Regions from separate parts of the Macaca mulatta genome. Here region 1 is linked to region 2. The links are chromatin contacts, called in public Hi-C maps. All regions are on one chromosome and are shown on one strand. The core of a region is the stretch at or near the end of the contact, and the rest is flanking DNA. Distances in the headings are between cores, read along the strand shown. Region 1 overlaps DNAH6 (dynein axonemal heavy chain 6). Region 2 holds the start of TRABD2A (TraB domain containing 2A).

Region 1 (5,009 bases), core at 1,260-3,759, 410 kb after region 2:
CGGGAGGTGGAGGTTGCAGTGAGCCGAGATTGCCATTGCACTGCAGCCTGGGTGACAGAGCAAGACTCTGTCTCAATAAATAAATAAATAGTCAAAGGGCATTTAAACTTAATTGCATATTAAGATCACTTAGAGAGCTTTGAAAAATTCTGATGTCCAGGCCACACATCATACGAATTAAACTAAGAGTGAGATATCCAGACATTGATACTTTTTCTAAAGTGTCCCCTACCCCAGGTGATTCCACACAGACACCTCCGAGAGCCTCTGCCACAGCAGCTTGCTATTCAAGGTGTGATCCATTGACTAGCAGCATTGGTATCACCTGAGAGCTTGCTAGTCCTGCAGAATCTCAGATCCTGCTCCAGACCTCATGAATCAAACTGTATTTTAATAATTCCCAGGTGGTTCAGTTCATATTAAATTTTAGAAGTGCTGCTACGGAGAATAGAATTGGTGTCCAGTAGGCCTGCTGGCTATGGAAGGCTGGAATGGTGCCTGGAAGGTGAGTTTCTCATCTTTGATCACGTCCAGTTACAGGGAAATGCATTATATCTGTGCCTCTGTTAGAGAGTTCTAATTTTCAGAAAGTTCTGTTTTGGGTAGATGTCAAAATCTACTCTATAGTCACTTCTACAAACTGTCCCTGGGGTTTTTTGTTTTTTGCTTTTTGTTTTTAATGTTTGAATGCAGATATTATTCTACCCTTAATTTTCCTTCTTTAAATCTCTCTCTCCTAAACTTCTGGTTTCTTTAGTCCATGTATGATAGTTTTGCAGAACTCTCTAATAATTCTACACTAAAAATGGCTTTTGGGACAGAAAGTGGGATTTTGAATGTGATATGACATAATGAGTACAGTAGGAAAATGATATCCCTTCATCTAGGAATTCTACTAATGTCTCCTTTTTGCTTCCTGAAAATCAGGATATTAGTCATGGCCTTTGTCAGATGCTACATTATAGAGAATCTGTATCCAGCAAACAAATCAACACTGATGGTCCCAGGGTCTCAGATCATTCATATGCTACCACTAATAGTGTCCTGAGCTCTCAGAGACAGACCAATGTGTGAGTCCTGGGCTGAGGTTTTTTGGACCTTTGTCTCCAGTGGAGCCAGACTCTTGTCCCCCACCCCCTTCTCCTAGGACCACATCCTTTCACAAAGACAGCCCTTCCCTCAGTGTGGCCGTCGGGGAAAACCTACAAACTGCAACTGCTGCCTCTGATCTCACTCTGTCCATTCTGTCTTGCCTTTGAGTCCAAACTCAAACTAATGACAACCACTCCTGTTCTTACTGTGGCCTTAGTCCCTCGTGCTTGACCATAACACACCTGTGTGCCTTGGTGGGGAGCCTTGTCTGTTGTTACGGTCTCTTAAAACTGAACAAACAGCCTATCGTGGACCCGTTTCATATCAGTTCTCCTTGTTAGAATATTTGATCTCAGCATCTCACCCCTTTACTCATCTTTGGGCCTGAAGCTGTTGTGTCTAACAAGGATGTCCCAGCCTAGATTCCTCTTGAACCATCTGCGTCACTTGCATAGCCATTTAGTCTTCTAGTGCTGATTCCTTCTGGAGCCGTTCAGTGATGACTCATTTACATAACTTTTTAACTACAGGAATTTCAACTATGTAGGCTCGGCCAACGATTTTTGCTTATAGAGTTCAAATTAGCACAGCATCTTGGAGAGAAATTTTTCAGCATTTGTTGAGTTTTGAAAGCTACGTGTATCTTTTAAAGGTAGTTTCTCTTTTATAAATTTGACTTTAAAAATATGTGATCAGAGGCACAAAGATATTTATTTAAGGATTTTTATGGAAGCTATATTTAAATAAAATATAGTATCTAAACTATAATTCCCAATAAGTTGCTCTAGCCAATTAAAACAAAGAAGGAGAGCTATATGTATCGACATGAAATGAGGCAATATACTCAATATAGTGTTAAGTGAAAATGTGAGTTTCAGAATATTATACATTATTTCATTTTGTTTAAAAATATACATATGGTATATAATCTATACTTACGGTACAGAATCTGTATACATATATTATCTACATATAGCACAGAGCAGGGATTAGCAAACTCTAATGTATGGGTCAAATCCAGACGTCCACCTGTGTTTTTGTAAATAAAGTTTTATTGGATCATAGCCATGCCTTTAAAATAGTAAATGAAAATATTTACTATCTGGTCCTTTAAAGAAAAGATTTTCCAACCCCTGCTATAGTAAATATATATACATATAGTATATAGAAAATATATAGAATATACAGTATATATAGAAAGTGGTCACTATGTCAAGATAAACTACCATTTTAATTTTAGGAGAGTAAATCTTCTAGAAAATTTTTCAGTGCTGTCAGCTTTTGCTTGTGTTATGATTTTGTAGTGTGTGTCATTATTTTTTATTATCTTTAGACATATTGGAACTCAGTACGTTAATACTAGAAAGACTCCAGAAATTGTGGTTTCAAATGGTAAGAAGATAGCGACACACAGTGGGCAACAGCAGTAAGCTCTGAGAATTACATTCCCTGAGGCACTTAGGTATTTGGATAAAAAGTGTATGACAAGCTTATTCCCACAGATGTAAGAGCAATATGGCATTTTGACTATACCAAACTACTTTTATTTCTTCTTAAAACCCCACTACAAGAATTTCTTTAAAGTTGGAAACTCAGAAAAATTAGGAGAATGGGAAAAGAAACAAAAATATGAAGTATGAATGGTAAGTGATTTAACAGACACAAAATAAAGGTGGACTCTAAGCAATGGTGAGAAAAGAGAATAACCAACTAATATATATAATAGAATCCTTGAAGCCTCTGGAATTCATGGCACCACACAGGTCTGGAAATAAGGGTTTAAACAAGGGGACTGGTTGACAGTCTGTTCAAGGATTGAATGAGTCTTCAGATTTGCTCCATCCTCCTCCAATCCCAGGACAAGACTGGAAATTTATTCTCTGGAGTGAGTAAAACAGAATGTCTCTACTCTAAGGGACAGTAGGCACTGTCCTTAAGGTACCCAAAGGTGGGTAACCTACTAAAAACAGTGTCGTTATCTGAATGTGAACATGCAAAATGACAAGATCACCCAACCCTCTTTCCCTTCTTAGCTCCCAGAATGGTGACATAGTGTGTTGAATCATTTCAATTTTCTTTAGACCTAAGGCATTCCCAGGATGGGGTCTTTCTGTTTTAAAATTCTGATAGGCCTGAGCAAACAAGGATGAGCTGGTTACCCTAGCCTCAAAGCACTGGTAGTTAGACCTCCACTTTCTGAGCAGTAGACTGGGAGAATCTTCTTGGAGAAATTTGACCAGCGCAAGGGGAAAGACCTGAATGTGTGGGCAGCCAGGTTCTACGACTAAGTGACCCAGCCAGATCAACCCTGCAGTGAAGCATACAGTAAACAAGTTTTACCTGGGTACTGTTTTGTGTTTTTAGACCCCCTGTCTTAAAAATAGGCAGACAACTAAAGACTGTTAGAAAATTCAAGGAAAGCCTCTAACACCAAAGACAGAAACCAAAACATTCAACAGAAAAAAACAACTTGAGAGGTAGGCACATGATTCAAAATGCAATGATCAGAGTCTTTATCTTGAATTTTAAAATGTGGATCTGGGAGAAAGAACACTTCTTCTGCAGTCCCAGCCATCATGTCCACAATGAAGGTAGAATGAAGGGAATAAGGTTATACTTATACTCGTCCCTTTATAGCAAAAAAGTAAAAGCTCTCCCAGAAGCTCCTATGTTTGATTTGGACTTATGTCTCATTGGATCCAATAGTCACACTTTGCTGAAAGGAATGCTGAGAAAGTAGAGAACAGAATTGTTGTAAGTGGCTTTTAACAGTCATGATCTACTCCCTGGGCTCATGGCCACTCCCCCTCGCACCCTAAAAAAGAAACAACTTAGGATTCTACTGACAAGAAAGAATAGGCAAAAAAGAAACTATATGGAAAATATGTCTGCCACAGGAACCAAAGTAAGAGGTTAAAATGTTAAAAATATAGTTGAAACTGGAACTCACATACATTGCTGGTGGAAATACAAAATGATACAGACACTGTGAAAAACAGTTTGACAGTTTCTTATTAAGGTAAAAATACGCTCTCTGGATTACTTGCCTACTCCACTCCTGGAGAGTTTCCTAGGTAAAATAAAAATGTATGGTTACCTCAAAACCTGTATTGCAGATGTTTTATAGCTACCTTATTTTTAATCTCCAAAACTGGAAGCAATCTGAAGATCTATCAATGGATGAACTGATAAACAAACCACGGTACATTTACCCAATGTACTATACAACTCAGCAATATAAAGGAACAAACTACTAATATGCATCAACTTGGATGAATCTCAAATGCATTATGCTAAGTGAAAGAAACCCAAGTAAAATTATATATTCATGGGCCGGGGCAGTGGTTCACACCTGTAAATTGGCACTTCGGGAGGTGGAGGTGGGTGGACACTCGAGGTCAGGAGTTTGAGACCATCGTGGCCAACATCGTGAAACCCCGTCTCTACTAAAGATATAAAAATTAGCCAGGTGTGGTGGCTTACACCTGTAGTTTCAGATACTCGGGAGGATGAGGCAGGAGAATCACTTGAACCCGGGAGGTGGAGGTTGCAGTGAACTGAGATAGTGCCACTGCACTCCATCCTGGGTGACAGAGTGAGACTCCATCTTAAAAATAAATAATATATTCATAATTCTACTCATATTCATTCTGGAAAAGGCAAAACTATAGCGATAGAAAATAGGTCAGTGATTACCAAGGGCTAGAGGTAAGAGGAGGGTTGACTTCAGTGAAGCATGGGGCAAATTTGGGAGATAAGGGAGGAGTTCTATATTTTGATTGTGGTGATGGTTATATGACTGGGTACCTTTTTCAAAATGCAAAGAATTGTACAGTAAAAGGGTGCTGTTTACTGAATATACATTAAATTATACAAGAAAAAGCGGAAAAGAAAAGAAAGAAAAAGAGAAAGAAAAG
Region 2 (4,968 bases), core at 1,269-3,768:
ATGAAACGTAAGTGTGAATATCAGGAGGGACAACCAAGGGGACCTGTCACCACACCTGTGATGTCCTGACCGCCTAGGAAAATCCGTGGATGGCTGCAGGTCAGTGAAGCCAGGTAGAAAAAGTCCGGGTGAAGGCACAGAGGTGTTGCTGAAGCTGTAACAAATCCTCTGCATACTTTGAAAACTTTATTTTTTAGGGTAAATCTGATTTTGGGGAAAGAGCAAAAAAGTATCCACAGTATAATTTTCTCAGGTACTGCTATGAAGGGGATAAGCCTCATAGGTTTGTATAAATTCAGAAAGTCATTACTAGGGGCACAAAAGAAGCACTTAAGAGTAGGTGGACCTAAGGGGATGCTATGCTTTGAAAGTGTCCTCCAAAAGCATGTGTTGGAAACTTAATCCCTAATGCAACATTGTTGGGAGCTGGGGCATCATTGGAGGCCTTCACTCTCACGACCTCATGAATGGCTTGAAGCTGACTTTAGCTCTCAATCTTGATTCCTCTCTCTTTCTCGCTCTCTTGTCCTCTCACCTTCCACAATGGGGTGATGCAGTAAGGAGGCCCTTGCAAGATGCCAGGCACCTTGGTCTCAGATTTTCCAGCCTCCAAAACTGTAAGGAACTACATTTCTGCTCTTTATAAATGACCCAGTCTGTGGTATTCTTCTATAGCAGCACAAAATGGACTAATACGAGAGAGTTGCCAAGGATATCAACCATACATGAAATGGAAAAGAGAAAGGACCAGGGGAAGGTTCAGAAGCAATTCAGGGCTCTGGCAATGGGTGGCCAGAGGTATGGTCCAGTAACAAAGCTCAAGTTAAGGAGCTGAACTTGATCCAGAAACTCTGCAGATAGGCAGAGAGGTCATAGGTACATTTAACATCTCCTTCCTAACCAGGAAGGGAAAGGCAGAAAGGCCTGCAACCCAGATGTCTGGATGAGGCAAGTGAGGACCAGGCCATGTCAGCCTGTTCTGGGTCAGCACTATGGGATGATAGTGGACTTAGGAATGTCTGTGGAAGCAATGTAAGTAGAGTAGATGTGATTCTACAGGATGTTTGGATACCGAGTGTCTTACAGAATAAATCCTACTTGATGACGGGTGTGGCTAAGAGAAAAAACAAAAACAAAACAAAACGAAAAAAACCCCACTTCATTTAAAAAATGTCAGAACCAAACAAAATTATCTAGGTACTTTGGATGTGGATGATATTTCATGCTCAGTATCTGACCATATGCTGAGCCATAAAACAAGTCCCAATGAATTCCAAATAATCAAAATCATACAGAGTATGTTTTCTGATTACAATGGAATACAATGGAATTGGATTATAAATCTATTGATATTGCAAAAAGCACAATTGCTTTTGCACCAACCTAATATTTAGGAAAATTCCATAATTTGGAAATCAACCTACTTCTAAATAATCCACGGGCAAAGAAGAAAATCACCAGGGAAAGTAGATAATGAAAGATAATGAAATACAGTTTTTCAAAATTCGGGTGATGTAGCTAAAGCAGTGCTTATAGGGAAATTTATAGCTTTAAATGCTTATATTACAAAAGCAAGAAGGCTTAAAGTCAGTGACTTAAGGTACCACCTTAAGAAGGCAGAAAAAAAGCAACCTAAACCCAAAAGTAAACAAACAGAAGGAACTAACAAAGGTAAGAGCAGAAACCAACAAAATGAAAGAGAGACAAACAATAGGAGAAAATGAACAAATTCAGCTATGTTTTGTGTGGTCAGAGAGAGCTGGGCTACTCTCTGTTCACACAGATTGATACATTTGGAGTGGGAGAGAGAACATGAAATAATAGGTAATTACATCCTTTCGAGGTTTTCTTTCTTTCTTTTTATTTTTTTAAATAAGAGACAGGGTCTCCCTATGTGGCCCAGGCTGGAGTGCAGTGGTGTGATCTTAGCTCAGGGCAACTTAAGTTCTTGATGCTTTTTGCTTTTCCCCCTCACAACCGAAAGAGAACGTTTTTGCCAGCAGGTGGCAGCGCTGGCGCCTGAAAACGCCAAAGAGCAGCGTCCTGGGTTGGCCCGGAGACTAATGATCGCCGCCGGGCTGACATGGGGCAGTCATCTGAAGACAGGAGACAGTCAATTCCAGAAGGCAAATCCCCACTCAAACTTAGAAAAAAGTTAGCGATTTTACAAAAACATCTGAACCGTAACTGCTGGTGGAGTTAAAGCTCGAAAGACTTGGCTCTTCAAAGCCAGGGATTCTTTACCGGAAAGCTGGAAACCGGCTTCAGAAAACCTCTCCCCGCATTGTATGCAAATCTGCCCCCCTCTTTTTTCTTTTTCCCTAGGAGATCGTCCAGTTATCAGATTCTCAAAATGGACAGCGACTTAAAACAATTAAAGACCATTGCAACAAATGCCCCTGCGAACACCACTCCGAAGTTAATCGTGCAGAATTCTGGACTTTAAAAGGTGGTGGTAAAGTGCGCTCAGGCATGGGTAGGAAGTGCGGCAGGCGGGGCACAACTACTTGCTTTTATAATTTTTTTTCTTCCTGATGGACCAATGCTGTGAAAAATCCTCAGTGGGGCTTTGGAGCCGAAATGGAGCGACTGCAGTCTGCAGGCCTGCTATGTTCGCCAATCAAGGTTTTCTCATAAATTTCCTTTTTTAATCCTTGTAGCAATCCTCTGAGTTTGGTGTTAACATCCTTAATATTATTCCCAAAAATCCCTTAAGAGGGCTCTTAATGGAGTGCAGGCTTTTGTGGTCCTGGATTTTCAAAACTTCCATGAGATTTCCTTTGTTTAAATGAATTGTCCTTTATAGATAGCCTTTCATTTGTTTATTTTGTCTGCCTCTTTCAATCAAGAGGCACCCTCCCCTCAAAATTGGCAGCACAAGCACAGACGTAAACGCGGGAACCAATGTGATTTTAGGTTGAATTTAGGACAGCGCTGGAACTTCACTTTTCCCCTCTTGCGGTCACACGAGGTGGGCTGCGGCCCGGGCAGGGTTTGGGCGGGAGAAACGCGGTTCGGGACTCGGCGGCAGCCTAGGCGCGGGGCTGACCTGCGGGGTTGGGGTGGGGGGAGGGAGGTCGGGGCCCGGCCCCACGTGGCCGCCGCTGCCGGGCTCACCCCAGCCCCGCCCGGAGGCGGCACCGCGGCTCCGGCTAGCCAGGGCGGGCGGCCGGCCACTGCTGCCCTACTCCTTCCCTCTGCGTTCCGGGCCTCGGAGCCGCCGTGAGGAGGATGAGTCCCTGGAGCTGGTTCCTGCTGCAGACCCTCTGCCTCCTGCCCACGGGCGCAGCTCAGCGGCACGGGGCGCCTGGAGCCGCCAACTGCGAGCTCAAGCCCCAAGTAAGACGCGCGTCGGGTGCTGGAGAGGTGGCCTCTCTGCACCTCCTTGGGATGGTTTCCCTCCGAACCCCGCGAAGCAGCGCTTTCGGACCCCGAGCCGACTTCCGCAGCTGGGCTTTCACCTAGCACCTCGGCGCTCCTTGCTCGCGCGCCTTTCCGTGCCCTCGGGTTCCCCTTTCCCGCAGGGGCGCGGCCAGCAGGCTCCAAGGGACTCAGTGCCCTGGCCTTTGCCCTCCGCCAGCCCAAGGGCGTCCGGGGGGCCCCTGGGGTCTCGCCAGCCATTTTCGCGAGCTTTCGGGGGACCGATCCGCTAGGGCGTAGCGGAGCAGTAACTTGGGCACATTTATTTGAAGTTTCTTCTTCCCTCTCTTCCTTAAGCGTTTAATTTCACCTGCTCTTATCAAAATATTAACAGCGCCCTGCAGCTGCTTGGTTTAACCTTTATATGTTCAGTGCCTGAGTTAGAAGGGACTTTAGGGAGTTGAAGCCATTTCCCTTGTTTTACGGATCTGGGAAACTGACACTCAGCGGGGGACCTGTGTGCTCCAGGTCACAGAGTGCGTTCGTGGAGTGACCACTGCCTGAGCCTTGCGTGTCCAGCCGGGCGCTTTAGATGTTCGCATCAGCGTTTTGCAGGTGAGGGAAACCCAGGCAAGGGAGGTCCAGCTCTATAGCGGACAGGTCTTGCGTCTCCGAGGCTGGAGCTCCGAGGCTGGAGCTCTTTCGAGATGAATATCTCCTTCTCTGATCAGTTTTCCTACCCTTATAATTTTCTGTGGTTCTCGAGTCCCTCTCTTCTGAGTGCGGCATAGGTTGAATTTCGAGCATTTGTTCCGGTGGGTTTGATCTCTGTGCGTCCCTGGCTCTGGGGAGGGCCATGCCAGGCTTATCCTTCTGGTGCGCCCGCGACGCGGGGGTTTGGGGGGTTTGGGGGTGGGGGGAGTGGGGCTGGAATTTAGAGGTCCGCCCATCTTTGATGACACCTGCGCAGCTCCCCGGTCTGCCTCTACCCCTGGCCATTCGCAATTCTATTCCTCATCCCAACTGCCGCAAAGCAGAGGACGGCCAAATACAGCCGATCCTGGAGCTCGGGGCTGGCTGGGAAGACGCACGGTGTTCACCTCTCTAAGGTGTCTTGAGTCTGCGGACAGCCCTCTACCAAGGCAGGAAGCGCAGCAGCTGGAGAGGGGAGTCTGCAACCAGGCATGGTTTCAAACTCTGTTTCGGAGTGGCCGCTTCATGCTTGTTAGACAAGGCAGGAGTCCATCTCCTCACAAGAAAGCACGATGTCTTTCACTTCTGTAAAACCTATTACCAACGGGTAATTATGACGAGTGAGTCAGGATAAGATTTCTCTCCTTTAGAATCTGTCTTTATGAGTCCTTTAGTCCATCGGTTGTCCTACCTTTTGGTCTCAGGACTCCTTTACATTACAAAAAATTATCAAAGAAGCCCGGCATGGTGGCTCACTCCTGTAATCCCAGCACTTTGGAAGGCTAAGGCGATGGATCTCTTGAGCCCAGGAGTTGCAGACCAACCTGGGCAACATGGGGAGACCCTCGCCTCTACAAAAAAAACCAAAAAAAAATTTACCAGCGTGGGGACATGTGCCTGCAGTACCAGTTACTC

Evidence for each region. A called contact is a pair of places that touch in the nucleus more often than the background predicts.
Region 1: a Hi-C map of fetal cortical plate shows a contact between it and region 2, with 6 times the contacts expected there. The contact joins the enhancer-like site here to the promoter of TRABD2A in region 2. A contact is called at or near these places in 8 of 14 Hi-C or Micro-C datasets (CD4 T cells, blood, cortical neurons and 4 more).

Annotation. Positions count from the first base shown.
Region 1 is chr13:39,936,097-39,941,105 of T2T-MMU8v2.0, forward strand. The region is part of intron 1 of DNAH6 (dynein axonemal heavy chain 6); the gene reads right to left. Among named protein-coding and RNA genes, the nearest start is that of DNAH6, 33 kb to the right of the region's middle. Within about 2 kb of position 2,510, at least 4 of the 40 cell types and tissues checked have an H3K27ac peak or open chromatin away from gene starts, as enhancers often do. A contact at or near this core is called in fetal cortex germinal zone and fetal cortical plate, where this site is marked.
Region 2 is chr13:39,528,137-39,533,104 of T2T-MMU8v2.0, forward strand. It overlaps TRABD2A (TraB domain containing 2A), which reads left to right and starts at 2,519. Exons shown (of 7, transcript XM_077959158.1): 1 at 2,519-2,625. The coding sequence starts at 2,581.